7 separate regions of the Mus musculus genome follow, and regions 2, 3, 4, 5, 6 and 7 are each linked to region 1. The links are chromatin contacts, called in public HiCAR-type, HiChIP or PLAC-seq and Micro-C maps. All regions are on one chromosome and are shown on one strand. The core of a region is the stretch at or near the end of the contact, and the rest is flanking DNA. Distances in the headings are between cores, read along the strand shown.

The links. Hi-C and Micro-C count contacts between places; a contact is called where the count stands out from the background. HiCAR-type assays count read pairs that join an accessible place to other places. HiChIP or PLAC-seq counts read pairs in DNA pulled down with a chosen protein or histone mark.
Region 2: a contact with region 1 is called in an H3K27ac HiChIP or PLAC-seq map of embryonic stem cells, with 6 read pairs. The contact joins the promoter of 1700040K01Rik here to the promoter of Lamc1 in region 1. A contact is called at or near these places in 1 of 39 promoter capture datasets (embryonic stem cells), 1 of 484 Hi-C or Micro-C datasets (cortical neurons) and 7 of 115 datasets of contacts at active chromatin or transcription factors (the 230-238 cell line, bone marrow-derived macrophages, embryonic stem cells and 1 more).
Region 3: a contact with region 1 is called in an H3K4me3 HiChIP or PLAC-seq map of forebrain, with 3 times the contacts expected there. The contact joins the promoter of Nmnat2 here to the promoter of Lamc1 in region 1. A contact is called at or near these places in 3 of 39 promoter capture datasets (the 3T3-L1 cell line, embryonic stem cells and stem cell-derived epiblast-like cells), 5 of 484 Hi-C or Micro-C datasets (the N1E-115 cell line, cerebellar granule neurons, cortical neurons and 2 more), 6 of 115 datasets of contacts at active chromatin or transcription factors (astrocytes, embryonic forebrain, embryonic midbrain and 3 more) and 1 of 9 other capture datasets (pancreatic islet).
Region 4: an RNA polymerase II HiChIP or PLAC-seq map of embryonic stem cells shows a contact between it and region 1, with 10 read pairs. The contact joins the enhancer-like site here to the promoter of Lamc1 in region 1. A contact is called at or near these places in 5 of 39 promoter capture datasets (the 3T3-L1 cell line, the C10 cell line, cranial neural crest and 2 more), 1 of 484 Hi-C or Micro-C datasets (embryonic stem cells) and 2 of 115 datasets of contacts at active chromatin or transcription factors (both in embryonic stem cells).
Region 5: an H3K27ac HiChIP or PLAC-seq map of embryonic stem cells shows a contact between it and region 1, with 9 read pairs. The contact joins the enhancer-like site here to the promoter of Lamc1 in region 1. A contact is called at or near these places in 4 of 39 promoter capture datasets (3T3-L1-derived adipocytes, the HPC-7 cell line, hippocampal neurons and 1 more), 1 of 15 datasets of contacts at CTCF or cohesin (the NIH/3T3 cell line), 2 of 484 Hi-C or Micro-C datasets (both in embryonic stem cells) and 3 of 115 datasets of contacts at active chromatin or transcription factors (all in embryonic stem cells).
Region 6: a Micro-C map of the HL-1 cell line shows a contact between it and region 1, with 4 times the contacts expected there. The contact joins the enhancer-like site here to the promoter of Lamc1 in region 1. A contact is called at or near these places in 11 of 39 promoter capture datasets (the 3T3-L1 cell line, 3T3-L1-derived adipocytes, the C10 cell line and 5 more), 1 of 15 datasets of contacts at CTCF or cohesin (the NIH/3T3 cell line), 17 of 484 Hi-C or Micro-C datasets (the C2C12 cell line, the HL-1 cell line, the N1E-115 cell line and 10 more) and 17 of 115 datasets of contacts at active chromatin or transcription factors (the NIH/3T3 cell line, craniofacial prominence, embryonic forebrain and 10 more).
Region 7: a contact with region 1 is called in a HiCAR-type map of fibro-adipogenic progenitors, with 5 times the contacts expected there. The contact joins the enhancer-like site here to the promoter of Lamc1 in region 1. A contact is called at or near these places in 7 of 39 promoter capture datasets (3T3-L1-derived adipocytes, the C10 cell line, cranial neural crest and 3 more), 1 of 15 datasets of contacts at CTCF or cohesin (the NIH/3T3 cell line), 9 of 484 Hi-C or Micro-C datasets (the C2C12 cell line, brown adipocytes, embryonic fibroblasts and 5 more) and 15 of 115 datasets of contacts at active chromatin or transcription factors (the NIH/3T3 cell line, bone marrow-derived macrophages, craniofacial prominence and 9 more).

What each region holds. Positions count from the first base shown.
Region 1 is chr1:153,330,995-153,335,359 of GRCm38.p6, forward strand. It overlaps Lamc1 (laminin, gamma 1), which reads right to left and starts at 1,792. Exons shown (of 28, transcript NM_010683.2): 1 at 1,134-1,792. The coding sequence starts at 1,545.
Region 2 is chr1:152,932,450-152,936,814 of GRCm38.p6, forward strand. It overlaps 1700040K01Rik (RIKEN cDNA 1700040K01 gene), which reads left to right and starts at 2,356. Exons shown (of 2, transcript NR_166417.1): 1 at 2,356-2,736; 2 at 3,882-4,365.
Region 3 is chr1:152,952,730-152,957,094 of GRCm38.p6, forward strand. It overlaps Nmnat2 (nicotinamide nucleotide adenylyltransferase 2), which reads left to right and starts at 2,372. Exons shown (of 11, transcript NM_175460.3): 1 at 2,372-2,464. The coding sequence starts at 2,380.
Region 4 is chr1:152,990,565-152,994,929 of GRCm38.p6, forward strand. All of the region lies in intron 1 of Nmnat2 (nicotinamide nucleotide adenylyltransferase 2), which reads left to right. Among named protein-coding and RNA genes, the nearest start is that of Nmnat2, 38 kb to the left of the region's middle. Within about 2 kb of position 1,942, at least 31 of the 459 cell types and tissues checked have an H3K27ac peak or open chromatin away from gene starts, as enhancers often do. A contact at or near this core is called in embryonic stem cells, where this site is marked.
Region 5 is chr1:153,007,249-153,011,613 of GRCm38.p6, forward strand. All of the region lies in intron 1 of Nmnat2 (nicotinamide nucleotide adenylyltransferase 2), which reads left to right. Among named protein-coding and RNA genes, the nearest start is that of Nmnat2, 54 kb to the left of the region's middle. Within about 2 kb of position 2,288, at least 51 of the 459 cell types and tissues checked have an H3K27ac peak or open chromatin away from gene starts, as enhancers often do. A contact at or near this core is called in the NIH/3T3 cell line, embryonic stem cells and stem cell-derived epiblast-like cells, where this site is marked.
Region 6 is chr1:153,046,472-153,050,836 of GRCm38.p6, forward strand. All of the region lies in intron 1 of Nmnat2 (nicotinamide nucleotide adenylyltransferase 2), which reads left to right. Among named protein-coding and RNA genes, the nearest start is that of Nmnat2, 94 kb to the left of the region's middle. Within about 2 kb of position 1,825, at least 83 of the 459 cell types and tissues checked have an H3K27ac peak or open chromatin away from gene starts, as enhancers often do. A contact at or near this core is called in the C2C12 cell line, the HL-1 cell line, the N1E-115 cell line and 5 more, where this site is marked.
Region 7 is chr1:153,062,873-153,067,237 of GRCm38.p6, forward strand. All of the region lies in intron 1 of Nmnat2 (nicotinamide nucleotide adenylyltransferase 2), which reads left to right. Among named protein-coding and RNA genes, the nearest start is that of Nmnat2, 110 kb to the left of the region's middle. Within about 2 kb of position 2,364, at least 74 of the 459 cell types and tissues checked have an H3K27ac peak or open chromatin away from gene starts, as enhancers often do. A contact at or near this core is called in 3T3-L1-derived adipocytes, the NIH/3T3 cell line, brown adipocytes and 6 more, where this site is marked.

The sequences.
Region 1 (4,365 bases), core at 542-3,041:
CTTTCAAGGCACTTTCTCTAAGTCATAGTCTTTCTCTGAAGAAAATTCCCTGATAATATAATATAATATAATATAATATAATATAATATAATATAATATAATATAATGAAGAGCAGTGGAAAGAAAACCCTGAAACCACGATCAGGGGACTATCTGCCTACAAAATATCCCTCTCAAATATCCCAGGGCAACAATCAGTTTTTCACACTTAATGTTGCACAACTGAACACAGCAATGAAAATTTTTCTGCTCTCTTGTCTGTCTCAAAAGTAAAGAAAACATCTCCAGGTGAAGCAGGAACTTTGATCCGTTCAGATAATCACAGCCTTGCTCATCCACGGCTCTGCCATGAAGTCTCCTACTTCAGCCCTCTCCTGGATTCTAAAGCATGCTTGTCTCCACACTTGCTTCGGATCAAAGCAAAAGGGAAGACTATCCAGGAGAGCCTTGGAGCTTTTTACACCGGAACAAAACTGCCCTCAATTACAGAGAGTGTCTTCATTACCTTTCTGTTTTCTCCCAACTAGGATTAGCAGTGAAACAGCTCCTAATTAAGGCTGAACAGCTCTGAAGAACAGTAACTTTAAAAGTGAACTTCCACTTTAATTACACATAGAAATACCGGCGGCAAAGGCATTTGCTCCCCTCAAATTCCCCTATCAAAACTAAGAGCAATCATTCTCAACCCTGGAGACAGACAAACATTTTAAAGACAAGTGTTTGAAAGTGGACCTTCAAGACTCTAATGTAAGCATGCTATGTGATAGTCCTGTCCTGCCAGGATGAGTGTTTCATTAGCGCCTCAGGGTGCAAAAGGGGGTGGGGGGGTGTTGGTCCAAAATCCTAACTGCTGAAATAGAAAAGAATCAACGGAACGAGAATCCGGTTGGACTAGAAAGAGTAAGAAAAAAAGAGAGAGATGCTAGCGTGGGACATGGTGGCCCTCACCGGATGTTCAAAGCGAGATGAATTTTAGAAGTTGGAGAAAGGAATTTCTGTGTGTGGCCCACGCTGGAGAACAGACCGTCAGCACGCGGCTGGACAGGCCCCTCAGGCCGGACCAGCGGCTCCATGGATGCGGCCCCGGAGCTGGACCGTGAGCGAGTAGTGGGGACGGGGCTGTCATCGCTTACCCAGGTGCAGCGTGAGGTTGATGGAGTTGGGGTACTGCACCCCGGCCAGCATAGTCTGGCTTTGCCACCAGGTGGTGTCGGCCTGGTTGTTGTAGTCGGTCAGGAAGGCTGCCCCGTGTTGCAGGTGCTGCTGGCCGGCGTCGCACAGGTGACAGGACTTAGTGACTCCGGTCACCCCAGTCTGCACGCAGTACTCCTCGGGCGGAGTCCCACACGTGTTGGTAGCCACCACGGTCACATTGAAGGCGGCATTAACAAACTCCGGCATGCAGCGCTGCGGCCGCCCGCCCTCATCCGCGCACTCGTCCATGGCCGCCCGGACACAGCCCGCCACAGCCGCCAGCACAGCCAACAGCGGCCACAGCCGCCCCCGGGGCTGCAGGGCCAGCGCGGCCCGCCCGCCGCCCGTCATCCCGCTGCGCGCGGGCCCTCGGCAAAGGCTGGGGTGCCGCGCTGCACTCGCCTAGCGGCGTATCCCGAGGCCGATCCTCCGCTGCGGGCCGAGGCCGGGCTGTGGACCGGGCTGGAGGCCGAGAGCCGGACGCAGAGCCGATGGGTGGGCGTCCGAGCCAAGATCGCGCTGCCTCCGCTACCTCCCGGTGCGCAGCCTGCACTGTGCGCCGACCCCCGACTTCCGAGCGCGCACTCGAGAGCGCGCCCCAGGAGGAAGGAGAAGGGGGTGGGGTCTGCCCGGCGGGGTGGGATCTGGCGGTGGAGAAAACCCAAGGCCGGCCTCCTCGGCAGCTCACGCGGGCCAGGAGCTGCTCCCCGCCCTACGCGTCCTCCCCAGCGACTCCCGGCGGCGGCGGGGGCGGCCTGGAGGGCGGTGGGCCAGAGAAGCGAGATGGGAGGGGCGGGAGCCAGAGGACCGGGCGCGAGGTGGGCGGGGCGGTGGAGTAGGAGGGTGGGGTGCGAGGAGGGCGGGACCGGCAGCAAAAGGGAGGGGGGCGCGAGATGGAAGAGGCAAGGGGTCAAGTGGGAGGACTTCTGGATGGGCGTGACTAGAGGTGGGCTGGGCGAGGGGGTAAGAGGGAGGGGCCCAAGGTGGGCGGAGAGGGAGCGTGAGTGAGGGAAGGAGGGCGGGGCGTGGGGTGTGGGGTGCTGGGCAGTGCATGCTGGGAGGGTAGGGGCTTCGGTGGGTTGGGAACCCTCATCCAGGTCTTGTACCTTAGAGGATCTTGCCCTGGAGGGTATGAGGCTAAGAGGAGGTTCTTAAAGGGAGACGCAGGTGGGTGAGGTGGCCCGGAATCTGTGTTTTTGACTTCATGAGGACTTGGACCCTGGCCCAACCAGATGTCAGTCCTTACGGTATAGCTCAGCCACTACCTGACTCTGGAGCCTGAACACAGCGCAACGGTGCGGTGGCCTGCGTGACCTCGCCCTCCCCAGCCGTCCCGGGCATTGCCTCCTGTATCCCGGGGCAAGCCCTGCCCACGCTGAGGGGAGAGATCCCGAGGTGTCCAAGGGACTGGATCCCTGTGGAACACAGGGCTCGATCTCAGCTTCAGAGTCAATTTTGTGATTTCCTTGCTCTAAATTAAAATGTGACTGTCATTTAACCGGGCAAGGAAGGAAGTGAGAAGGCTGGGAATGGAATGACATTTTCCCCTGGATACGCAGACCTGCTTTGAAATTCTTCCACTCTGTTGTTTGTGTGTCCTAGCTTGCCTTTAAAAGACTCGAAATTATCTGGATTCTGACATCCTCCTCTTCGGACCTGCTGAGTCACAGAATATTGTCAGTGCCAGAATGACTCAGTTCCCAGAGCCCGAGCCAAAAGATCATGCGTTTTAGTCTCAGATCAGAACTACCTGCAGTGCTGATAGGACCAGCAGACAGGGGAAGGGAGGGTGCTGTAAAAATGAACCAGCTGAGAGCCGGGCTTGGCAGCACACTGTGCTAATCCCAACCCAAGATGCAAAGCAGACCAGCAAAGTGTAAGCTCCGGATCAGTAGTCTTTTTAAGATAATGATACTGATAGCTACAAGATGGCCCAGTGGGTAAAAGCACCTGCCACCAAGCTTGGTGACCTGAGTTCAATCTCCAGGAACCACATTCTGATTTCCACACCTGCACCATGAGACTTGTGGGCGCGCGCGCGTGTGCGTGTGTGTGTGTGTGTGTGTGTGTGTGTGTGTGTGTGTGTGTGTGTGTGTGTGTGTGATGATATGACACATAAATAAATAAATGTGAGTTTTAAGATGGGGTAGTGGGCATATGAAATGATGAAATATAACAATAACTAGGTAATGATCGTTAGGGTCAGTGTTAGAGCCACAAGCCCTAATTAAGAGGGCCCAAGCATAATGGACTATTTATGATGGGTAAAGGATACTGTTCAGAGAGCTTTTAATACTGGAATTACTCGGGAATGCATCCACCTGACTTATTGGATGAGATGATGGAGATTAGGTATGCTAAGGGTCTCTAACTCTTTACTCCTTGTAACCCTTTGGAGAAAGAAACATGGGAGCTATAATATTTTAAATCAATGGTTCTCAACCTGCCAGTCATGACCCTTAGCAGGGGTCTAATGACCCTTTCACAGGCATTATGTAAAGACCATTGGAAAACAGAGATATTTACATACTGCCCATAACTAGAAAATTACAGTTATGAAATAGCATTGAAGATGATTTCATTGTTGGGGGTCTCCACAGTGTGAAGAACTATGTTAAAGGGTCACAGTGTTAGGAAGGCTGAGAACCAGTTTTTTTAGGTGGCTGAAACAAAATCACTCTAGTCACATAACCCTGGAGGGAATGATGTCTCAGTGCAAACATGCTAAACAAACTAGTGTGTGTCCTTTACATTGTTTTCTTTTGGTTTCTGAGGTCCAAAGTTAACTCCAAGCTGCTATTTATGGTACTTTCCTCTGTAATTTCATCACAAGACCTTCACGTGCCATTTGTAAAGCACATGAAGGAACCTTGAATCAACCACTAAATCCTATTGCTCCCTGGAATATGTTAAAATAACAAGAAAGTATTGGGTTTTTTTAAAGCAATAAATTGTATCCAGCCAATACGCTTGATGATGAAGATTTGTTTCATAGTATGGATGAGGAGTGGAGAGAGAGGAGATGAAACAGTTTCACTCAGTAGTCCAGGCTGGCCTGGATCCCACACCAGTCCTCCTGCCTCAGCATCCCCAGTGCTGAGACCCGTAGGCATGATTCACCATGCTAGTCATCATTTTCTGAGTGTTGATTCAGGCACACCAAAGACTTTC
Region 2 (4,365 bases), core at 1,106-3,605, 400 kb before region 1:
ATTTTATTTTATTTTATTTTATTTTATTTTATTTTATTGATCTGTATGAAAGCCTTCCATCTTCAAGACGGCTCTGTTCTGCTGCAGGTATTCCACGTGGTTCATCAGGTAAGATGAGTGTGGGTTCATTTTCAGGCTCTCTGGAAGAAAGCAGTTTCTGGAGAAACAACGCTACATTGTTGGGAGGAAGATGAAAAACTCTCGCATAGCTCTATAAAGAAGTTGACATTTAGATGTTTGTCGCAGGACTTCCTGGGTAGTGCAGTCACCATGAGGACACTAAGCAGTTAGGAGAAATTGAGGAGAGGCTAACATTTATACTGGTGTCAGATACAAATTTATGCAGCACACCCTAGCTTACAGAGGAGCGACACTGAAGTGCTGGAAAGATCAAAGCCCACCGTGATTGAATCCTAGGAGCCCTGGGTATTTCAGATGTGTGGGTGGTAGGGCTACTGTCATAATAGTATACCTATTATAAAACTTTTATAGACATCATCTACTCCAAACATATTGATGCAAATTCTGAAAATACTAGTGTTTCGTAGAATTTGTAATGTTCTAAACATAGCATGTGCTCCCAGAAGCAATTCATCACAGCAGTTCAAGTAGATTTTTCCTCTTGATAGTATTTCACAGAGAGTCTAACACAGAAGTGTGAGCTTCTCCAGGGGGAGAAATATGCCGTGTACCAGAAATTGTCTTCCCCAAAAGCTCCTTTTCATGGTAACATAGGCCAGACTGTTGTCTGGGACAATGGATTTACTGTGACTGCGAACTTGGCTCCTTACCTCCCATTTCTATCCAGCTAGTTGGATAGTCGCTTTTACCTTGTCTTGTCCTACTCTCCCCTGAATGACCAGGGTGTGGTTCATGCCTTGAAGCTACGGATGAGGTTAAATGATGAGGAAGCTTCTGTGACAGATCACTTCCAATGTTAACAACTACATTTCAATACATGGGTTCAAACAGGAAACCCTTTGTTTCTTTGTTTGTTTGTTTGAGGATTTGGGGGACAGAGTCTCCCAGTATGTTCCAGACTGGCCTTGAGCCTGGCTAAGCCCTGTGTCTTCTGAAGTAATAGTAATGTATGACACTATTCAAGAACAGTGTCAGACAGGAGCAAGTCTGCATGTTGTCTCTCAATGAAGCCTGTCCTTTGGGCACCATGGTGTTCTCTGGAATGCTATCCTGCCTTTCTTAGGCCTCAAATTTGACCTTAGGGTTCTCTAAGGAAATTGTACTGTTTTTATTTTTTCTTTCCTTTTTTTTTTTCCTCACTCCTACTTCTTTGATTCACTTAATTTTGTTTTAAATCTGTTGAGGTTAAAATTAAATTTCAGTAGAGGTAGAGCTTCTGGACTATAGAAGGCTGGCGTAAGTGTAAAACAATCCTGGCCAACAATCTCTAATGGTACGAGAAGACTGTTGGTGGGGGAGGGGGCTTGAGGGCTGGCCAGTGGGGTGGGGTGAGGAAATGTCAGCTCGCTTTCTGTTGCTGTGACAAAGTACCATGACAAACAGCAACCTGGAGACGTTGAGGTTTATTTCATCTCACAATTTATAATCGATCGCGAAGGGAAGTCAGGGCAGGAACTCAAGGAGCGAATCCGGAAGCAGAAGCTGAGGCAGAGGCTGCGGAGGAACACTGCCTACTAGCTTGCTCCTCACAGATCGCTCAGGATGCTTTCTTAGACAGCCTAGGACCGCCTGTCCAGGGCTGGCACCACCCACAGCGAGCTGGGCGCTCCCACATCAGTCATTAAGACAACACTCCCACAAAGTTGCCTATGGTCTGATGGAGTCACTCTCTCCATCTGTTGAGAGTCTGTTGAGACTCCTCTTTTTTCCTCTTTTTAGATAGCTCTAGCTTGTGTCAAACCACAAGCTACCACAATTGACCAAACCTACTTCCCCCCAGGCTTCCCGCCTGCCCCCCAAATCCAAAACAAAACAAAACAAAACAAAACAAAACAAAACAAAACAAAGAAACAAAAAACCCAAGAAACCTTTTACCTGGACAAGCTGCAAGCACACATGCGCACATGTGCAGCTGTGGGGGAAATGGAGGGTGTGGGGAGGAGCGATAGATTATGAAGTGGGCTTCTTCCAGACTTATCTATTTTGTTCTTCCTTTCTTCCTTTCTTCCTTTCTTCCTTTCTTCCTTCCTTCCTTCCTTCCTTCCTTCCTTCCTTCCTTCCTTCCTTCCTTTCTTTCTTTCTTTCTTTCTTTCTTTCTTTCTAATTTAAAGAGTTTGAACAATAATTCGTTTTCTTCAGTTTCTGAAAAAACTAGCAAGCTGCTGAATCATAGCCCAGAGCTAGCAATAGGACTTAAAGTCTTTCTTTCCTGTTCACTCCCTGAAGGCCCACAGCGCAGCTGCCTCTCATATCCTGGCTCTGCCTTGTAGCCACTCGGCTCAGCTCACAGTTTCCTGCTTTTTTCTGTACCTTCTTCCTTCTAGATTTTTTCTATTGTAATTTTCCCCCATTTTTTGAGACGCGGTTTGCAGAAGCCCGACCTCACGCTGGAATAACGTGTGTGAGTTCCCACCTAGCTTTATCCGCTTCTTCTTCCTTTTGCTCCTCTTTTTCCTCCTCTTTCTCTTCCTCCTTTTTAAAAATTTACTTTAGCGTCTCTTCTAACATTTGTTATACTATTACCCACCCGTTACCTTACCCTTAACTAGTTCATTCTGGAGGAAGCTGGAGAAAAATAGGACGGAGAAGATGGTGGTAAGTCCACTTGTCACTAAGCTACAAATGCTATACAAAGTATTTGTGCCTATATCCATACACTACAATACGTTCCCTTCTGTGTCTATTACCTGCGAGTTATGTGCATTGTGTGCATTATGCTGTATGTCCACCACAGTGCCATTATCCAGTCCTTGTCACTTATTTAAAGACTGACACGGGAATGGACTGATAAGACATGTTATTGATCCTCCTGCAACTAGTTCATTTAAAAAATTCATACACCTTCTCAATACCCCAGCATAGCAAATGATGTTCAGGGTTTTCCCCCAAACAGTAATTAAGTCGTACGAGATTAAAGCAAATGAACAAAATATCCAGGTATTGGTCAATTATGAGGATACAGCTTCCCATTTATCTTCCTTGGTTAGAGACTCTGAACTCAGATGAAAAGACTCTTTGTGTCTTTCTTGTGCTGAGCATGATAAGAAAGCCATTGAGCTGGAACTAGGTCAGCTGCCTTCCGCTGCTTCTCGGTCATCAAAGCCTATTTCTTAGCCTTAGAAGTTTCATGTCCACTAAATGGAGTCCTCATTCTCTTCTCCCCAAGCCAGAAGACTGTGAGCCAGTCATGCATAGTCAATCAAGTTTTATAGCACAGTGGGTGTGGACGGGGTAGGTCTATGTGATTTTTTTCCAAATTAGGATTATTTTTGACCTGCATATCGAATTGTTTGCTGAACAAATACTTCATATATGTTATTTAAGCATATATTCAGGCCGAGTCCAAGATTACAGAAGTCAAAAGTAGGAATTTTTTCAAAGAGAAAACAAACAAGAACCGGGGCGAATGGCACACACTTTTAATCCTAGTACATGTGAGGTTGACACAAGAGGATCGGGAGTTCAAGACCAACCTTGGCTACTTGAGACCCTGCCTGAAGAAAAAAAAAAAAAGCCAACCAAAACACAAAACAGTAATGAGAAACATTATACTATAGTTTCAGGTGTGGTTTGAATGTAAACTATTTCCCCACTGGTACAAGTATTTGAAGTCTTGGTCTCCAGCTGGCTGTGCTGTTTTAGAGGTGGGGAACCTTGGCTAGAGGGGAGTGGGCAATTGAGGGCTACCAGAAGTTTACAGCTCAGTCTTATCTCCTGTTCAATATTTGCTTCTTGACTAGGGACATAATGTAACCACCTATCTTGCATTCCTGTCACCATGAAGCAGCTGGTGTCACACGTTCTCCAGCCACAGCGGACTGTATCCCCTCAAGCTACAGGCAGGAACAACCGTCCTTCTCTTTAGTTGCTGCTTGTCCTGTATTCAGTCACAACAATGAGAAAAGTAACTAGGTCATCTGACTGTTGCTTGGTTTTTGGTCAGAATGAAATCAGGATCCAATGGTGAGGACCATATCCCGTTGCCATGGAGATGATTGTGCTGTCACAAATTTAGTGTGGCTTCAAAGCGAAGAGAAACAGATGGTCTGGAAAAGATTGAAGGGCTGTGGTTAGCACAGGCAATGGCAGGATCAGCCATTTCAGGTGCATTTTGGAAGAAGATAGAGGCATAAATGACAAGCCAAGGGCCTTTATGAAAGCCATTGAGCAAGAAAGAACTCATCCAGATAAAACTCCAAAGCATCTTCCGTGAGAGGGAAACCT
Region 3 (4,365 bases), core at 1,122-3,621, 380 kb before region 1:
TGAAGTTCCTGCTCAGACACTGTTTCAGCAAAGAGCCTGCCCGCCCCTGACCCCCTCGAAAGAGGACTGATTCCTTTTCTGTTTCTTTCCTTGCTTTATGTTTCTAGATATTCCGATTACTAATGCATCTATTAATTTTTTAATGGTCTGTTGTTTTTGCCTAGAGTGTGAACTGAATTAAAGCAGCAGCCCTATCTTGTTCACAACCCTTAAGTCAGTGCTTGGTATATGGCAGGCATTCAATAAATATTTATTGCTTAATTATAATTATGTTAATTGCCCAGCTTCTAACATCTCTTGCTCTTTCTACCCCGCCCATTTGCATCTTGTGTTAGAGAAGACACAAACTTCTGTATGAATTACACTGGCTCTTAAGACTCTTATATTGAAACCAGAAACTTTGGGGTCAGTACTTTGGCTTATCAGGTAAAGCAGATGTCACCAAGGCTGATGGTCTGAGTTCTATCCCAGGGACCCACACTTAAAGAGGAGAGAAATGACAGCTGCAGGTTGTCCTCTGAGCTCTGTGGTAGTGCTGTAATATTTGTGTGTGTGTGTGTGTGTGTGTGTGTGTGCGCGCGCGCACATGCATGCTTACGTGCACACACACAAAGTAATAAACTAGAAACTAGAAAACTAGAAAATCTCTCCACAGTAGGAATTGATTTACTATTCAGCAAAAATTAAGAAATATGAACCGCATGCCTGCCAGAAACTCTTAGATAAGAAGTAAGGAGCAGTGCTAATGCGGTGGCTGAACAGGCAAAGGTACTCACTACCAAGGCCGATGGCCTGGGTTCAACACCCAGTTCCCACAATGCAGAAGGAGAGAGCTGACTCTTGCAAGGAACTGTTCGTCCAAGAAGGCAATACTTGTGCTTCTGAATCAGGAATCTAATTACTGGTTCTGTAATGCATCCAAAGAGAACAGTTGTCCGGTCTTCAAACCTTTCCTTTCCCCCTATTCATTTTTCAGAGTCTTAGCCCATTCATTTACTAAACTCAAATTTTAAGGCGTTTCCCCAAACGTCTCTATATCCCATCCATCCGCAAAGACTAAAAGCTACAAAATCTATGGTATCTATCCTGCCCTGCCTCATCTCCCTGCTGCTGACTCTCTATACCCAGCAGTCCCAGGACAGGACCACCTGCCCAAGGCTGCCAACTTTCTCCTAATTCTTATTTTCCTCTTGGTTCTTTTCCTCCCAACACTCAGAGATCTCATAAAAATGTCAATTACATGGTACTCTCTGTCTAACGATTTCAATGGCCTCCTTTTGTTATTCCACTGTAAGTCAGTGACTCATAAGAACTTCCTGTCCATTATCCTAAACCCATATGATGACTGGGTGCACATTTCTCTACTACTGTTTGCCCACCTGTCCAGGACTTTTGGTTATATGGCCCTCCTTTCATGTTCACAAGCACTGGAAGCCTGTCTCCGGGTCTCTGTACCAACAACTTCTTGTCTAAATAGGCCTGCCTTAAATGTCGTCTAAGCCAGAGAGGCTTTCTCAGACTCCGTCCAATCTGCTCTGTCAGACAGTGAGTTAATTCAGTTATCATTCGGGGTCCACAGCAGCATCCAATAGAGAGTGAGCATCAAGAAGTAAGCATAGAGTGGTGACTGACTCAACTTGGACAGCTGATGTAGGAATTTCGTAATACTTAGCCTTACTAATTTCCCATTCATATCTGCCCAAACCCATAATTCAACCCACACAAAGGACCAACATTAGCAGAAGGGCTTTCTTAGTAGCCACAGGTCAAGATTTGGATTCCAGTCAATAGTTTAGAATCACTAAATAAGGGAGGAGAACAAAACAAAACAAAAAATCCGAAATGAACACTATTGAAAAGAAAACCTATCATTTGTCACTTTAAATATTAAAGCTCATGAAAAAGAAAATTCATAAAATCAAACATTTTTGAAGTCGGATATGTTAGGGAATGTAGACAGGGAGAGAAAAAGTGAGTCAGGAAAACGAAATTTGACACAGAGAGAACATAGCCAGCAACCACGCTGTAAGGATGCCAGGGTACCACTCCTTTCCTTGTAGATAAAGTAAGATGCAGTGAGGTGGGGTGGAGAGGGTAGAAACAATAGGGTCAGGAACCAAGACCAGTGACGCAAAAGAAGCTAGAGAGGAAGTAGGACTAAGCAGAGCCAAAGGGAGAGCAATACAAAAGCAGCCTTGGATCGAGCCGGAGTGGCAAGCGTTAAAGGGAGGCGGGGAGTGACGCGGTTTGCGTCTAGAGCGGCTCCTTGGAGTCCACAGCATCCACCGCCGGAGCCTCGCCTTCCTTTCTCCGTCTGCAGACATATCGAGACACAAAAAGAGGCAACCCCTGGATCAGTGCGAGAGACCTCATCCCATCATGACCGAGACCACAAAGACCCACGTTATCCTGCTGGCCTGCGGCAGCTTCAATCCCATCACTAAAGGGCACATTCAGATGTTCGGTGAGTCCTCCCGCCCACCCCGGAGGCTGCTTCCGCTGCTCTACTCTCGCCAATATCAGGGCTTTCCAAGGCGATTGAGCAGGAAGGCGTGCGCCCCTCCGGAGGGGTGCGCCGGCTGATCAGGCTGGTGCCAGGTCAGCCCCAACTATCCCCGCTAGCACGAGCCGACGCAAACTGCGTTTTTTCCAGGCTTCTCTAGCGTGGGGCCAGATCGCCTCGCCGAGGGCCAGGGATGGGGGAGGTGCGGGGCTGGGGGGTGAGTGTCCTCTGGGGTGGGGTGGGGGCGCCTGGTTAGAGCCCTGGAGTGCGGTGGTTTGAGTACTTGGCGGGCAAGGGTGGGGATAGGGGCAGAGGTTGGGGTGCGAAGAAGGAAGGAGAAGGGCTGAAGATAACGTGCTGTTTGTTTAGGATGGGCAGAAAGCTCGAAGGAGTTAAATGTGCCTCGGAGACACAAACACTCGCACACGACACACCAGTGGCAGGGACTGGGGCTTCAAGGAGACTAATACTGGGCTTGGCTGGCGGTTCCAGGAGGCTCAACGGACAATGTTTGGAGATTGTAGCTTTGGTGGCCCAGAGCGGTGGATGTTGGCTAATGGAGAGGGAAGGGTACCACTGCCCCGCCGAGGTTTGGCTCCGGCTGCCTTGGAAAGGGGAGGGGGCGGGGCGACTGCTTCGGGAGGTGGTCCACGAGCCGGCGAGATGGATCCCGGCCCAAGTTGGCCAAGGTTCTGCCCAAGGCGGCGATGACAACCGGCATCCTTGCGGTGTGAGTGTGAAGATGGATATTTGAATGTGCGTGAGAGCTCGTGTGTGGGGTAGGGACGTGTCTTCACGAGTTTGTTTTTTGAGGTTCGGGACGTACAGTGAGAGGGGGAAAGCTCAGGCGTCTCGGGTGCGTGCATAAAGGTCCAGCAGAGAGGCAGGAAAGAGGTAATTGTCCACGCAGGTTGAAATTTCTCGCCGCCGGTGCGGAAGCCACGCCGCTCGAAGGCTACTGCTTTAGGACCCAAAGGCGCAGGGTGTGTGCGCGTTTAGACCCCTGAGAGGGGGACGCGGGGTCACTTTAAAAGCAGAAATTGAGAAGTTATAAGTTGGGGTGATTTTTCTTTTCCCCTGGGACTCAAGGAAATGAGTAAGGGAGAGCCAGGGCTCTGGGGATGGGAGAAGGGCAGGGTGAGAGTCCCTGACCCGGCCCTGCGGTGAGGCGCTCTCCACAGGCGGTGGTGCTGAAACGCAGAGCGCTGCTACTGGCTGCGGGCACACGTGTTTGCCCAGGTCTGGAGGACTGCCAGAGCTTTCCTAGGCTGTTTAATGAAAGCCACAGCATATCCGTGAAGACCACCCCAAATGCATAAGCCAAAACTCTTTCCTCTAACCCTAAAAGATTATTCTGCACTGGGCCTTACGGCTAACAGGACAACATTATAAAACTACCCTGCACACAGGACAGGTTCAGTAGCCACCTTATGGAACGGGGAAAGTTAGGACGTCTAAGAAGCAGCCATTCCTTCTGCTTTATTCTGTAAGCTTTTAAAAGTGTTTATTCAGAAATGTCGCCAACTTGCCTGTTAAACAGGGTGCTTTGTTCCAGCATTAAGGTAAACCAGCAGCAAGGTAGGCCACATCCCCAGTCTTTTGAAGTAGCAGCAACCTGGGCAGCCACCACTTTTAACCTTCTTGTGAGTTCAGTGCCTTCTCTTCTACTCTTCCTCCTCATGGCTCACTTTCCGTTGGCAGTCGTTTGCTAATATTGTTTCCCTCCCCCTTGGCCAGGCAGGATCGGGCTTCCTTGGGAACTCTTTGGCTTTAGGAGCCTTTAGTGGGAGAGTGGGTGCTCCTCCTTTTTTTCAGGGACTAAGGATGTGGAAAATCCCACTTGCTGTAGGATTAGAAGTGGG
Region 4 (4,365 bases), core at 692-3,191, 340 kb before region 1:
TGAGGGGCAATCCTGTCACAGCCTCACGAGTGCTGGGCTTACAGATAGGACCACCATGCCCATCCTCACGAGTGGCTTTTCTAGTGGCTCTGTCTTCTGTAGTCCTGCAGTGACCTGGAAATCCAGATCAGGCTGCACCCATCTTGTCTCAAATGTGCGCCGTTAGTGGACACTCAGCAGATAAGATCTCAATCTCCAGTTTGTTATTACCATTGCTTTTAATAGTGTTCCATTAATTTAATAGCAAATCTCCCTAATAATGTTATCCAGATTGAACAGGCCCTGACTGGCATAACCCCACACCCAGCTCTCCACTGATTCTTTCCTACGGTTTACTGGAAAAAAAAAAGAATTCAGTTTTATTATCTTCAATCTTAACAGTATTTAGTGTGTGCCCACTGTTAGATACTATTGAAGGTTTTTTTTTTTTAAATTCATAAAACAAATATAAAGACAAAATTCTTGTTCTGAGTAGTTTATATTGATTATGTTTAAAACATGAAGCGGGATAGCATCGATGAACACAGCAGAGGGTTATGAGAACAGAAGAGAGAGGGCTCATAGGCCTGTTTTCTCATGAATGTGAGTGGCTGTTGTTTTTTGTACTTATGTGGGGGAGAGAAGATGGACTGTGGACGAATGGTAACGAAAGAATACGACTGAAGTATGAGGAAGTTACAGAAGCTTTCGGGTCAGTGTCAGGAGGTTCAGAGACGGGAAGAGCTCCTTCCAGAGTACAGGGCAGTGGCCGGTGAGCAAAGAAATGGTTAACACAGACCCGAAGACATGTGAGAGCGCTTTATAGCAAAAGAAGTGGTTGAATTATCCCTGGGACTGAGCAGAACTCTAATATAGAGATGTGGAGAAAGAGAAACTGCCCCGGGGGAACAGTTTAGGCAAAGGCACAGAGGCAGCACTCACCTTTAGGGCACCCAGAAAGCAGGGACAGGTGGATCTCTGTGAGCTCAGGGCCACTGTAGTCTACATAGCACACAATAAAAGGCTGTTTCAAAAATAAATGAAGAAATGGAAATTAGCGAAGTCTCAGGGACAGGGTACATGTGGACAGCCCTGCTGGGGTGAGCAGGAAGGGGGAGGGGGAGGGGGTGGGGGAGGGGGAGGGGGAGGGGGTGGGGGAGGGGGAGGGGGAGGAGGAGGGTGGACGGAACCAAATGAGGCAGCACAGCAGCTGAGACTCTGGAGATGCCCGGGATGCCTGGAAATGAAGGTCTTCCACATAGGTCTTTGGTATCTTGATCTGTAACCAGTGGTGAACACTTTTGAGTAAGGGGGTTGTGCAGCTATACATTACAGTGGAGCTTTGTGAAGAGCAGACAAGTAGGTTCTGTAGGTGTAGGCATGCATGTGAGGCAAGAAGCTACTCAGATCATTCCAAATAGCCTCTGGAAGGGTTGTTCTCCATCGTCAACCTAGAATTACAATCACTCTTGGAGAGAAGACCCACCCGGATGTAGACTGCACCAGTTCAAGGGCTCTGAGACTAGACTGAATGAAGGGAAGGGAAGGGGAGGGGAGGGGAGGGGAGGGGAGGGGAGGGAAGGTAAGGGAGAGGGGAGGGGAGGGGAGGGGAAGGGAAGGGGAGGGGAGGGGGCCTGGCATAAACCTCAGAGCCCACCCTGCAGAGGTAAACTAACCAGCCACCTTATGCGATGCTGCCAAGGGCTTCCTCAGCAAGGTGGGCTGTCTGTCCTCAAACTCCTTCATCCCTTAAAGTTCAGGGCTTTGGGCACAGTGATTAGAAACAGAACCAAGATCTCTGTGGCCCAGTCCTGCCAGATTCTCTGCCTCCATGAAAGGCAGCCTGGAACTCTTCCCTCTTTTGAAATGTTTATGGGTCAGCCCTCAAGCTAAACACAGGGCAAGTTTAGACATGCTGGGAACATCAACACACATCCTATTTTTAGGGAAGGAACTGAGGTTTCTCTGGGGCATCTCTGCCAAGGTCAGCCTGGCTGTATGGGAATATCCTGAGAGCTGACATTTGGTGTGGCTGTTGGCCGTGATGGCTGCCCCAGTCTCTGAAAGTCTGGGCTTGGTGTATTCTCATGTTTGCTTCCCAGATGGAAGAATGAAAGCCATTTGATGCTTCCCTAACTAACATTCCTGCCTCCTTGCTATTGACATCGATAAACAATGAAATCACAGGATCCAGATTAAGTGAATCTATCTTCCTTGCATGTGGTACAACACAGTTTGGAAAGAAAAACAAATCAAATGCTTGGGAAGCAACATGAATGCAAATTAAGGTCTGGAGAAATCTGTCAGCACCCAAGCACTTGCCTTGTTTTGTCTCCCCTTTAAATGAAACGAGCACTGTTTTCTGAAGCTCAGATGTGAATCACAGCCCCTTCTGGAGTGGCTGATTGCAACACTGTCCTAGTTTAGGAAACTGATCTCCCGACAGTGGGGAGGAAAAGGCTGTTCTCTATAGGGTAGGAGATACAGGGGCGAGCATTCTCTTTTGGAACACATGGCCTAGTCTGGAATCACCCAGGTGAGGTTGCCCAGAACCAGGCCGAGGAGAACAGCTCTCTGGAGTCTGTCTTTCCATTTTGTAAACTAGCAACTGTGCCTTTTAATACTTATTTATGCTTCTTAAAATTCTTAAATGGCACGCTAGTGTATAGGCTAAATGTGGACTTAGAAAGAACAGGTTCCAGCTCTCCTCCTGAGAGCTTTGACCTTGGGAACAGTTAACGTCACTCCACTATTGATTCACATACATCAGTGTTCCTCAGCCTTCCTAATGCTGCGATCCTTTATTATAGTTCTTCGTGTTGTGGTGACCCCAACCATAAAATTACTTTTATTGCTGCTTCATAACTGTAATTTTGATACAGTTATGAATCATGTTATAAATATCTGATATGCAGGACATCTGATATGCAATGGGTATGTGTCTCAACCCACAGGTTGAGAACCCGTGACAATACAGCCCAACTTTTAGGTCAATATACATACACACATACATACATGCATACATACATACATACATACATACACACATGTATATGAGAGCTCTTTACAAGGTCATTCCTCTTCATTTCTTTAAATTTAGATTTATTATTTTATGTGTATGAGTGTTTTGCCTTCATGTGAATCTGTATACCATGCTTTGCTGGTGTTTGAGGAGGTGGTGAGCCTCCATCTGGGTGCTAGGAATTGAATCCTGCTCCTTTGCAACAACAAGTGCTCTTAACTCCCGAGCCAACTCTCCAGCCCCTTTCCTCTTCGTTGTTAATAAAGAATGAAGCTCAACTCTCTTCACTGAGGGTCCAGATCCTTGCTCTGAACACCTGTTCCTTCCCCAGTGACAGAGGGACCTGTGGATGTCCTGGAGCTTCTCCAGCAGAGGTTATTACAGAAGGAGCCACAGAGAACAGGCACCGCACATGACAGTCGGACTGTGTAGTACCCATACTAACCGATAGGACTTATGTAAACTTTCCTTTTGCAGACAGACCCCACAGAGAGGGCATTAACCAAGTACTCGAGTTGCCTAGGGAATACTGCCTTTATTTGGTGACAGGGTCTCACTATGTAGCCTAATCTAAGTACCAGTGTCCTGGAACGAAGGATCCAGAGCTGGAACTAAAAGCCTGCACACCACACCAGACTTAAAAGTCAGTATTCTTGGCCAGGGATGGTGGTACATGCCTGCGATCCCAGCACTCTGGAGGTTAAACCAAGAAGATCCCAAGTTTGGGACCAGCCTGAGCTACAAAGCCAGGAAAAGACAGAGCTAGTCTTTCAGAGAGATTCCAATGGTTAATTTGGCACTGTTGTCTTACCTTATTTCCTCTTTAAAATGGCCAGGAAATGACACCTGGAAAGTCAGAGTAGTGAACAGAGAAGCTACTCAGTCCCAGCAGGAAGGAGCAACCTAACTTGTTCTATTAGACATAAAGCAGACCGTCGGTAGAGCTCCTCAGTGCTCAGGCTTACTGGTACCATTCCAGGCATTCTGGGTTAATGGCTGTCTTAGTTATGGTTTCTGTTGCTGTGATGAAACACCACGACCGGAGTGACTTGGGAGGAAAGGGCTTATATGCCTTACTATCCTGAGTCACAGCCCATTGAGAGAAGCCAAGACCAGAACTCAAACTGAGCCAGAATCTGGAGATGAGAGCTGATGCAGAGATGGAGGGATGCTGCCTACTGGCTTACTCCTCATGACTTGCTCAGCCTGCTTTCTTACAGGACCCAGGACCACCAGCCCAGGGATGGACCCACAATGAGGTGGACTATTCCGAACCATCAATCACAAATTAGAACATGCTTCATACAGGCTTGCTTACAGCCCTATCTTACAGAGGCTTTTTTTCAATTGAGGTTCCCTCCTCT
Region 5 (4,365 bases), core at 1,038-3,537, 320 kb before region 1:
TGGTACCTCCCAATAGAAGCACAGGGTGTGGGTTCTGAAGAGGTTCTCAAATTGGATAGTAAATGTTGCACTGGGGAAAGCCTGAGGGGGCTCAGAGTAAATCCTAGCCCAAACTTCCAGAAAGATTGGAGTGCTTTTTAAAATGTGATAGCTTGTTAAAAAAAAAACACAATAAAATCACCTATCTATAAGATAATAAGCACTTCCGTATGCCCGCAATTGATATTAAGTTTGGACGTTTTTTTGAGATAGAAAGTTATCATCGCCATGTGACATGACCCTGACCTGCTCAATATTTGAACAGTTGGTCCTCAGGTGATTGATGGAGCAGCTTGGAGAACCCATAGAATCTTCAGCAAAGTGGGTGGCTGAGGGAAGTGGGCCATAGGATGGGGCGGGAGTTATGGACTTGCTCCCTGTTTCTAGGTCCACTGAGATGTAAGGAATCCCCCGCCTCATGTTCCCCCTGCCATGAGCCATGCCTTTCCCTTCCCACCATGGTGGACTGTGCCTTCAAATTGTGAGCCAAAATAAACCCTTCCTCGCTCAAGCTTCTTGTTGAGATTTTGGTCAAAGCAACAATAAAAATATATAACACAAAAGGGAATCTTAGTAAGTGTGTTCAAACGATTTACCAAGGAAAGCCAATTCACTTTCTTAGTTCTGCATTATAAGAATGCTACTGCTGCCCCGATGGCTCCTGCAGCGAGGCCAGGCTGAATCAGGAGTGGCTTTGCAGCAAGCTTCTCTGGGCACCAGCTCCAGTGTGTACCCTGGACCTCTCGGCTTACTGCCATCTGGTAGAGGAACAGACAGAGAAGGCAGAAGAAGAATGCTCCATACTCTTGGTCCTCTTAAAGACTCTAAAAACGTTCGGGAATGGACAGATATAGGAACCTGAAGTGATGGGTAGGGGTCAGGTGGGGCCTAGGGATGTGGAGTGGCAAAGCTACCACTCCAAATCCCTTCTCCCCCTCCCTCCAAGCCCCCAACAGGGAACTGCTGGAGGGGGGGGGGGCGGGTGTTTGATTGTTGTTTTTTGTTTTCTGTCTCTCAGACCTGCTCTTCCATCTGAACTTGGGTCAAAGTGTGGCAGGATGTATTTACTTTGTATCTTTGCTTGATGTATTTACTTTGTATCTTGGTCACATCTATTGCTTTGTATCTTAGTTCCAGACTTTCCTTTTTCCCCACTGTCCTTCAGAAAAACATCCTGTGCAGGGTTCCCAGAGTGTTCTAGTGACTTTAGCATCTTCTCGGAGCTACCTAAGCACCTGGTCCTGTGTTTGATACTCTGTCTCTACGCCTCACCAACACTCTACTTTCCATTCATGTCATGATGTAAATGTAAGTTTTCAGAGGAAAGCTGTTGTGCCTGTTTTGTTGTTGTTGATTTATTTGTTTGTTTTTTGAAAGGTCTCTTTGAGCCTTGAACTTGCTACAATCTGAGGTTGACCTTGACTTTATTTATTTATTTTTATTTTTTTGGTTTTTCAAGACAGGGCTTCTCTGTATAGCTCTGCCTGTCCTGGAACTCACTCTGCAGGCCAGGCTGGCCTCAAACTCAAAAATTCACCTACCTCTGCCTCCCAAGTGCTGGGATTAAAGGCATGCGCCACCACTCCCAGGTGACCTTGAATTTATAATACTCCTTTCTTCCTCTCTTTTTAATTTTTGCCCAAGGTCAACATTTTAAAAGACAAATTAAAACAATATAAAAATATATAAAAAAAATATAAATTTGCGCTATGAATACTAACAGCAGACATCACCCTATTAGTGAAAAGTTGCTTGGGTTTTAAGAGACTCGTCCTTAGGTGTATCTGATTTGATCCAGAAACCTCCATCTTCTACTTATATAAACAGCGTCTGCAGTCTGACAAAATTACTTCATCTTCCAGAAGTAAATACCTCTCACCTCCTTGCTAGTTAACTCAGCTCATTTATATACCACGGACACAGTCAAAAGCAGTCATGTAGAAACTAAATTTTTTCTAGTTGATCTTATATCTGACATGATGGTGGGATCACTAGAGATCTGTAATCTATTGGGAGCCAGATGTAGGTCCAAGGTGAAACAAAACCATCTGAGGTTCAGACCTGCATGGTAGTGACTACATTTTCATGCTCTGAGATATAACAGGTGAAAAGGTCAGCTCAGGAACTTTGGGAAGGTCATGAAACCCTTGCCTCTCCGGAAGGGAGAGGCTAATTAACATTCCTCAGACCACAGGGAGGGAACCGACCTGCGGGTGGGGACACATTCCGCAGGACTGAACGTTGCGCACCTTCTGACAAGGGAAGTCCTTGTCACCTCATTTGCTAAAGACCAGTTTAAAGGGTGTACTGTGCTGCCAATCATATTGTGCCTAGTTGCTGATGCCCTGTTCTGCCCCTGGAAACCATATAAAAACTCACCGACAGAGTGCTGGGGGTTGCCGCCTGTCCTTTGAGTCTGGGAAGGACCCCAGTGCACCGGAACAATAAATTCCTCTTGCTTTTTGCATCGATCCTGCCTCTACATTGTCACTCAGAGAGTCCCCAGTAAGCTAAGGCTCCCTGGAGTCTTACACAGGTACATGCTAGCCTGCACACCCAGATGGGTGATACAAAGTACTGTGGGTTGTTCCCACACTGGCAGTACACCAGAAGTGGCTCACGACTCTGGATCTTTCTAATTCAGGTGGGACAGTATAGCTTTGAGGCTACAATGAAGTCTCTATTTGGACAGAACTAGGTTAAAATATTTGGCTTTGCCACTACTAAGGGAGTATTGTAAGACAAAATAAAATACTCTTTGTGGCTCATTGAGGAAAAAAATCTGGAGCAGTGGAGACCAGGGGGTCAGAAGTTCAACATTATCCTCATCTACAGAACACGTTGATAAATATAATTTTACAATCTGGCTGGATGTGGTGGCCCACGCCTGTAACCCCAGGGGATAGGGTAGGGAGATCAAGAGTTTTAAGGCCAACAGAAACTGCACAGTGAAATGCTAATTAAATTAAAATTTTTAATTATATACATATACCCATCTATAAAATGCAGAGATGGCCTACTTGTCACATTATTTTGAGGATTTAGGAAACTGAGTACTTTTCAAGTTAGAGGATCAGAAGCTGATTAATCTACCACAGATGATGGTATTGGTTCTTAATCTTTGTGGGTATCAAATCAATCCAGAAGATCAGCTAGAGCTCAGATGATGGCCCAAGCTTCCTTTCTGATGCAATGGATCTGAAACGGAGCCTCATATGCATTCCTGGGTCTCCATTGATACTGAGGCGGCTGAGCCAAACCAGTGACCAGTGACTAGGCAGTGATAGGCTTTAGGGATGGGGGATAAAGGGCTCTGGCAGAGCTAGATAGGCTCTAACTCATAGGGGCAAAATCTCAGCAGTCTCTGAGGAAACAGCTTCTAAGGAATTATGGGAAGGTGTGAGGAGGAGGAAAAGAGAGGCGTGACTTGGAGATTGGTGACCATGACACCACAACAGTATGGTCGAGACTGGGCAAGTGGGACTGTGACTCATCAGGGTACGGCTGAATGGACTGTGCAGGAGTCCATTCCATGGGCCAGGATGGAGCTGAGGCTGTGTGCTGTGCCCAGTGAGGAGACTTCTGAGCAGAACAGTGATGTTCTGAAACGTGACTCGCTGGCACTGCAAAGGGTGGACGAGAGGGAGGGCGGGGAAGGTGGAGGGAGAGCTGTTAGGAAGCTTTCAGAGAGTGCTGGCCTAGGTGGTGATTTGCTTGCTGAGTGATTCCTGTGGCGACTGAGAGAAGATTATAGTTTAGAAATAAAACAGGTAGAATTTAGCAGTGGATCGGATAATGGGGAGAAAGGAGAAAAGCAAGTTAAAGATGGTTCTTGGGAAATATGATAGAATTACATCAGCAGAGCAGATATGAGGAAGTGGGGAGGGAGTATCTGTCCCGCCCACCCTACATGTCAATCAATCAGCTGTCACCCTCATTTCCCTCCTTTTTAAAATCTTTGTCTTAAAGCCGACCTGTTTGCTCTGTCACTTGTCTTTGGGCTAATTGCTGTTTGCTGGGGCAAGAAGCTTTCAGAGGTAAGAGCAATGCTCAGTCTGGCAAGTCTGAGAAAGGCCTTGTGTCTGAGAAACAGTAGAAGCAGGATTGTCCAGACTCCTCAGACTCTGGCTCTGGATCTTTTCCATTCTGCTTATTTGCGCAGCAGGGTCTCGTGCATCCCAGTCCATCCCAATCTTAAATTCCCGATCCTCCTGTGTCTAGTTTCTAAGTGGTGGGATTACAGGCTTGCACAACTATGCCGGGTTTATGCCTCGTCAGGGCATTCAACCCAGGCCTTTGTGCATGGTAGGCAAGGAGTCTACCGAC
Region 6 (4,365 bases), core at 575-3,074, 280 kb before region 1:
TCTTGGAGTCTATTACTTCACCTCCTCTGGTAACTCAGAGAGTTGCTCTCCGAGGACATTAGTGCTGCTATTCTGTGGTCTCTCTTTCTCTCCTTTCTTCCACTCATTTGGCCAGAAGAAATCTATCCCAGCACGCCCATGATGGACAGAGAAGGCAAAGGGAGAAAATGGGGGAAGCCAGCGGGAGGAAGAAGACCACAGGAGCTTCCCAGCGACACAGCTGGGAGGCAGAAAGATGGGGAAACTCCCGCATAGGACCTTCAGGGATTACCTCCCCTCCCAGTCCCATGGGAGTCCCCAACGACTCTTGTCTGATGGGACAAGAATGTTCTGTTGATTCCCCATGTGGAGGACTCCCTTGTAGAATAGTGGGAGCAAAAGGAAAAAAAGACAAATGAAAGAAAAGAGAGATGGAGGGAGGAGGGAAGAGATGGAGGGAGGAGGGGGAGAAAGAGAGCTAGCACTGCTACCTTAGCAGGTGGAAGCAGGAGGCAGACAGGCCCATCCCCAATCCCTCCCCCCTCCCCCCACCCCCCTCTACCCCTGCCTCTGTGCTGGAGGCCCTGCTGAGAGGGGAGGCCTTGCCTGAGATACTCTTAGTGTCCTGCCCTGCTTCTGGTTCTCCTTGTGCCTCTGGAAAATCACCGTGATCCTTGGAGCTGGTAGACACGCGTGTATGCGCCATGTCAGTTCAGCCCGGCAACCGCTGGAGCAGGAGGCATTGCGTTGGAATGATCAGTTTAGAAAGTAAACTCCTCCAGGTTGAGCTTTCATAGAAATCCTAGTGTTCCCTGTGCTTGGTTTCCCACACTGGTGCATAGTAGGTGCTCAATGCTGATGCAATCTAATTGATGCAAGGTGATTTATTTTTTACAGGCAGGCCTCCAGAAGTCCAAAGCCAGGGCCATTTTCCCGTGGAAACAGACCAGACTCTATCTAACCTTGACTTCCAGTTCAGTATACCCACCGTGACAGTCCCAGGAAGGGCAGGGGCGCACACTCCCATATCTCCACAGAGATTGCCTGGCAGCAAGGGCAGTACAGAGGCTGTGTGTAGACTCAGTGTCACCCCTTCTATGGCCTTAGATGCAAGTCCTAAGGGCTGGAGAGATGGCTCCGTGGTTAAAAATGCTTACTGTTCTTGTGGGGGATCCAGTACTGACCTCAGAGGGCTCACACTGCCTTTACCTCCAGTTCCAGAGGATCTGAGCCCTCATTTGGCCACTGTGGTGTCTTATTAAGGTTTCTATTGCTGTGCTGAATACACCATGACCAAAATCCAAGTTGAGGAGGAAAGGGTTTATTTCGCTTACACTTTCATATCACTGTTTGTCATTGAAGGAAATCAGGACAGGAACTCAATCAAGGCAGGAACTGATGCAGCGGCCATTGAGGGGTGCTGCTTAGTGGCTTGCTCCCCATGACTTGCTCAGCCTGCTGGCTTATCGAACCCAGGACCACCAGCCCAGGGATTGCCCCACACCCAACTGGCTGGGTCTGCCTCCATCGATCACTAATCAAGAGAATGCCCTACAGCCGGATCCTATAGAGGCATTTTCTCAGTTGAGGTTTCCCTCCTTTCAGATATCTCGCTGTGTCAAGCTATCATAAAACTGCACAGCACAATGGGTACCTGCACTTACATACACAACACTCACCCCGGCCCCACACAGACGTACAGATACGATCTTCTGTTTGTTTTTGTTGTCTGAGACACCACACCCTCTGCTGGGCGTCTATCAAGGGAAAGAATAGATGGAGGCCAGTAACTGGGTTTCTTTGGTGTGTGTCTCACCAGGGCACAGCAGATGGAGCCCGTGGCCTCCGGCTCACTCCAGGCAGGAAGGATGCTGGGCTTTTCCCAAGGAGAGGGGGTTGTGTAATGATCCCACTGCCTTGGCCTCCCTGACCCCGCCTTTGGCTTCCAGAGACTCCGTGCCCTCAGAAATTCCGCCCACTGCTCTCTTTAGGGGATTTCCTTTCTCAGGGAGAACAAAATGACCTCTTTTGGTTTTTCAAAAACTGCCTGGGAACGAGTTTCCCAGAGCTGACCTAACTCTCGGCAGACGACTCAAATGGAGTCCTTTCTTGTGAGCCTTGCCTCTGCGGCCCTGGTCTCCACTCCCACCCACAGAGGCCAAGTCTCTCCTCTAACCTGGGTGTTTCTCCTTCAGACATGACTGAGGTCTGCCAACAAGAGAGAGTGTCAGGCTGGACGCCCAGAGGGGCTAGATAGCTAGGCCACAGAACCACTAGTTACCTTAAGGCCCAGGGAACAATGGCTGGCACATTAAATTCTTGTTGTTATTAGTCCGGTTCCAGTGAATGATGGCATGAGCCGTACATGTATATGTATAGGGGTGTGTGTGTGTGTGTGTGTGTGTGTGTGTGTGTGTGTATGTACAGATATGTGTATATGCAAGTGCCTGAGATCTGGTGTCTTCTCAGTGGATTTCATGTGTGTATGTGTATGAATATATATGTGTATGTGTAAATAAATATATATTTATATATAATTTAAACATATAAAATATATACATAAATTTATATAAACATATCAATGCATAAATTTATATAAATACATAATTGTTTGTTTAAATTTATATAAATATTTATATAAATATAGGTAAATATATAAAGATATATATTTCTTTTTTCTTTTCTTTTTTTTTTTTTTTAAAGATGAGGTCTCTCACTGAACCTGGAACGAGCTCCAGGTATCCTCCTGGTTCTTTCTCTAGCCACTGCAGTCTCTTGTCTCTGAGCCTTCTCTTATCTTTTAATAAAGAAAGAGGAAAACAGAGTCAACTTTCCTCGGTTTCTTCACTTCCCAAGGCTTGCACAAAGCTGGGTATGATGGTCTATGTCTATAATCCCCAGTACTTGGAAGCAAGAAGATTAGGAGCTAAGCTACATAGCAAGTTTGAGGCCAAAAAAAAAAAAAAAAAAAAAAAAAAAAAGTATGTGTTTTTCAGGGAAGACTTAGCATACAAGTCTACTTGTGGTTACTGTTGGGCTCCTACTCAGCAGGAATTAAAGGCTGGGGCACAGAGACGGGCACTGCACACGTGCCAAATCTGAGTTCCAAGAGAATTGGCTACTTTGGATTTCCAGCAGATCTTGAAGGATGTGTGAGAAATTGCTTGGTTTAATCAGTGTTTGCTTAGTGTCAAACCTATCTGAAATGTCCTGATAAGGGCTTGGGGGTGGGCTTTGTTTGGGGTGCATAAGGCAATAAACTGGAGGAGGTGCAGTTCCTGCCCTTCAGAAAACTGGCAGTACCCCACACCCCTGGACAGTCTTTCACACACCCATGCCTGGCCAGCTCTGAGGCCTGGGGGATGCCTGGTGCTGCATCAGCCTTTGGAAGCAACCTGGGGGTGTTGTTCAGCTCAGCCTATGATCTGATCTCCATAGACAGGAAAGAGATTGTGAGGGGACGGGGAAGGAGAGCAGGCATGCATGCAGACACACATGCCTATGTGTGGTATGTGGGGTGAATCTGCTCCCTTTTCAAGCTGAGAGGTCTAGAGTGGAGGAAGAGGCCAACCCTCTCCTCTTGCTCACAACACACAGAGCAACCACTGATCTCAGTAGGGAGTCGCAGCCACAGTAATGCCCCCCCCCCCCAGTGACACAGACACTTGGCTTGCCACCCACGCCCTCTTCATCGTTCACATGACTCCTGTGACCTCTGCCAAAATGAATACCAGATTCCAGGAAAGAAAGCTCCTGGGAACCCGAACCTGTGGAGTTGGAGGGGAGTCCAGTGATGTCACTACCGCTGCTACATGCACATCAGAAGCGTCCCAAGGAGAGGAAGCAAGCCCACCCTATCCCTAGGGTGGCAAAGCATTTCAGTAGCTGTTAGGAAGATGAACCCTGAATCCCCTGAGTGGTTTGCTCAATTCCTGGGCTACTGTGATATCTTAAGAATGTTTTGGATGCAATACTTTTAACTGGATTGAATTAAATATCCATGTGTTCTCTGGATGGGCACCGGGTGAGAGACTTAGAACTAACTGCTGAGCATGTTACTCAACACTCCACTCGGGAAATGAGTCTGAGTGTTCAGAGTGTGCAGATGCTTTTTGCCCCGCGATGTATTTTGTGCTTGTTTTTTCCATCTTGTTGAAACAACTGGGAGCCGGTTCTGTGTGCTGCGCTCACCACCAGTGTCCTGGACAGCCCGGCGACTGGGCTTTCATTGTTCCGGAATGGTCAGCAGCATAATTTTGCAGGGATAAAATGCAAAACTGTAAAAAGGGGTAAAAAGAGGTAAAAATGATCCACATACGAGAAGATGTATAATTGGTTGAAATACTTGAGTGTCAGGTTAAGCTCTTGGTGGTTGTTTTAAGACAG
Region 7 (4,365 bases), core at 1,114-3,613, 270 kb before region 1:
CACAAGGCTGCGGAGAACAGCTGCCAACCCCGAGGAGTAAACAAAAAATGGAAAGCGGGAAGAGGACCACGTCTAAGCAGTGGAGGCTTCTGGGAAGTATTTCTTATTCTCTCTCATGGATTTAGACAGCCTGAGTTGCATGCATCGGGTGGGGAGCTAGAGGGAGGCAGAGATGGCTAGAGAAAGGTTCTGTCTTCCTTCAGATCGCAGAGGTGCTTTCTTGCAGGCTGCCTGATAATCGGGCACCTAAGCCTGGCGCTCATCTCCATCCAGAACTGTGCCACCCGCCCTTTGCTCCACCACTGGCTGCAGAGACAGCAAGAGAAAGCATACAAGATCTGGGTATCCCACTGTGCCCGCAGAAAACTAGCTTCCAAAACTCCTCTGCCTTCCTGAGGCACAGAAATAAGACCAGGAACCCTTTGAGCTGTGATCCCAGCCTGTGATCCCGGCCCTCAGGAGGTAACTCATGCCTGTGATCCCGGCCCTCAGGAGGCCAAGGCAGGAGAATTGCAAGCACAGCCCCACCTAGACTACAGAGTTACATCACATCAGACTGGGGCCACTTAGTGAGATCCTACCTCAAATAAAAAGTAAAAAGAGGACTCGGGATATAGTGCAGTCATAGAGCTCTTGTCTAGCCTGTTTAAGGGCCCGAGTCCAAAGCAAAATAAAACAACAACAACAACAAAAGCCTTTTACTTCAAGGGCTCAATATTCAATTACTTTCTCATCTAGTCTATCTACCAGGAGAACGTGGTCAGCCAGACCCCTGCTTCTCCACGCTGTCCGAATGGTAAACAACTGTCAAGACACCCCGAGTGATATGAGAGAGGGCAAGACACCCCAAGTGACAATGACCTACAGTGACATCATTCTCTTTTATTCTTTTCTGATCATTCTTTTCAAGTTTCTTTTTAAAAAAAAAAAGACTTATTTTTAATGTATGTGTATTTGTGTGTGTGTGTGTGTGTGTGTGTGTGTGTGTATGCACATGTGTGTGAGTAGGTCCCCTCAGAGGCCAGAAGAGGGCATCAGATCTCCTGGATCTGTTATCTGACATGGGTACTGGGTCTAGAACTCAGGTCCTCTGGAAGAACAGCAAGTATACTTAACCACTGAGCCACCTCTCCAGTGCTTCAAACATTTTTAACTGAGATGCAAGTGTGCGTATTTGTAGGGTACAGTGTGATCATCTATTGCACATACACAATGTGCAGTGTTCAGATTAGAGGAGCTGGCATTTATGTCTTTTTATGGATTGGTGACTTACAAAGAAAGCAAGTGAAGAAACGGAGCCTTCACCCCTCAGTCAGTGCATCGGCCTGATTCTCTCATCCCTGGAATGTCTGTCTGTCCTCTGCTTTTTGGCTTGCTTGCTTGGAGACAGGATCTTACTATGTAGTTTAGTTTCGTTTCTAACTCATGAATTTGGGATCCTCCTGCCTCAGCCTCCAGAACACAGGTATATCTGATACTGGGGACCTATGTTTGGAGACTGGTGACTGCATTTAAAAGATGTGCCAAAAGGCCGTTAGGGACTGCCCAACTCAGAGACAATTGTCTGTTCAGGATCCAAAAAAAGGTTTCCATGTCAGAGCAACAGGAACACAGAAAATAAAGATGTTTGTTTGTTTGAGACCAGCAATTCTCAACCTGTGTTCTCAATCCATAAAAAGGTCTTAGCTTTTCACAGGGTTGTATATCAGATATTTATATTACGGTTCATAACAGTAGCAAAATTACAGTTATGAAGTAGAAATGAAAATAAGGAACTGTATTAAAGGGTCATAGCATTAGGAAGGTTGAGAACCACTACTTCAGACAGAGTCTCATTCTATAGCCCAGACTGGCCAGACTTCACTCTGTAGCCCAGGCCCCTCAAGAATCCGAGGCACTGCTCCTCCCTCAACTTCCAGGGGCTCTGATGAGAAGGGATAAGCTACCACGATCCTCCTTTCTGCTGTCAGGTCCCTGCCTAAGGTCACGTGTTCTCAGGAGGCTTCATTGGCCTCTGTACCCCATCCCCAGGAAGGCCTCGGTCACTTCAGTGACCTGCATCTTCTGCTATTATCAATGCGGGTTATTTACCCAGACCTTCAAACTCCTCAGAGATGGTGATCATGTGGCGTTTCTCCAGCATCCTCACAGCGGCTGGCACAGAACCTCGGGCAGAGTAAGCTCTCATCACATTTTGCTGGAGACTCCTCAAGGTTCAGTTTGGAAGGCCACAGGAATGACTCCTTTAAGAGTTATTTCTTCATAATCCCTAAGCAGAAATAACCCCGCCTAGAGGGATTCATAGCTCCAGTCCTTTCTTTATTACCCAATTTTGGATCTGTCTGCAATTTAGAATGTTTACAAGTCCAGACAGCCTCTGTGCAATTCACAAACAAGGAGAGCCAAGGCAGTTCCAGCTGTGAACACGAGCTGGGGTCATTTCTAATTGCAACCCAAAAGGAAAATTTGAGTTAATATTGATGTTCTAAATGCAGTGTTCCTCTCCATGAACTCCTGGCTGGAAGGGGAGAGAGGATTACAAATGTCAGCCAGGTCCACTGAGAAGCCAGCAGGCAGATCTGTCTGAGGTTTTAATAACTAGGCAGATCACCTGTGCTGTGTTTGATCTCTGGTCAGTCTAGCAGCAGCTGTCATGACAGATTTAGATGGGTCTAGGGGCCTGGACTAAGCCAGGGTGAGTCTTCAGGGTCCTGCGGACAGGAAGGCCGATGGATATTGAGTCTTGTCTCCTCCAAAAGAGCAGGAGGAGAGCCATCAGACTAGAGTGTAAACTTTAGAGCCATTTGGCTGCTTCCCTGGGGTATATGGATGAAAATAGAATGCATTTTGGGAGGCCTGGCATGAAATTAAATTCCAGGGCCCTAGCTACATCTTTGCCAATGGGCTGGCTTCCTACCAAGGCCCAGAAAGGCCCTCGTTATGTAATGTACTGGGAGAGTGGAAGAAAGTGGACAGCTTTGCGCACATGTGCGCGCGCGTGTGTGTGTGTGTTGGGGTATCTGAACCTTTCAGAGGCTAGTCTGCCCAACCACACACACACAAGTATGTGGCTGTAGGCCAGTGGGGCTGGTCTCCTTGGGAGCTTGTTATACGTACTAAACTAGCTGAGGGCTAAGGGTCACTCATACTGGACTGTTAAGATAAACAATGTTTTTGGATTTATTTATTGTGTCACGTCATAGCTCCAAATGTTGGAATCCAAACAGCAGCAAAAAAATTTAGAAATTATAAAAAAAAAAAAAAAAAAAAAGGAAAGTTGCAGAAGTAACCAAATAGAACCAGCCAGCTTGCTGGCCATTTGCCTGGATTTGTGCAATCTATCCTAAAGTGTAACATCTGGTGGTTTACTATGGGCTTTGAAATTATAGTTTGTTTTGAGATAATTCGTAATCCGTAGGAAGTTGCAAGGATAAGACAGAGACATCCCACTCCTGTGGCCTTCAGGTATATGTCACTTTACCACATCTATGGATTAGAGAAGCACCACAATTAAGAACAAGAGCCAGGGCTGGACAACTGGCTCAGTGGTTAAGAGCACTGACTGCTCTTCTGAAGGTCCTGAGTTCAAATCCCAGCAACCATCTAACCATGGTAGCTCACAACCATCTGTAATGAGATCTGGCGCCCTCTTCTGGAGTGTCTGAAGACAGCTACAGTGTATTTACATATGCCATGATGCTTCACCACAGCCCAGACACAACAGAAACAGCCAACCATGCACAGAAACTCTGAAATACACCCTCCTCCTTCAGTTCCTCTCTTGGGTACCCGCCACAGTGCTGAGAAGTCTGACTAAAACACACCCAAGTTGTCGAGTGTATTATTACTGTCTCCTCACGTGGTGACTAGTACTCTGTGGTGTGGATATTTCACAGTTATTTCACAGTGTGGTTTGTTAGCCATTTTCAGATTGTGGGACATTTGGATGTTTCTTCTACTTAGTTCTTACAGATAAAAGTTCTGTGAATTATTCTAGCTACTTGCCTTTCCAAATAAATTCTAGATTTTCACTTTTAAAAGTCTTGTTGGGATTTTGAGACAAATTGCATTAAATTTACATATTGCTTTGGGAAAAAAATACTTACTGTGTTGAGTCTTGTGCAAATTTCCTTGTATTTTTATTTTGGCTGCTACTGTTTAAAAATAACTTAGTTTTCTACAGACAGTGGTGGCACACACATTTAATCTCACACTCAGGAGGCAGAGGTAGGTGGATCTCTGGGGGTTGGAGATCTCTGGTCTACAGAGTGAGGTCCAGGACAGCCAGCGCTACACAGTGAAACCCTGTCTCAAAACACCAAAAACAAACAAGCTCAAAAATAGAAGAGAAAGAAGGAAGAAAAA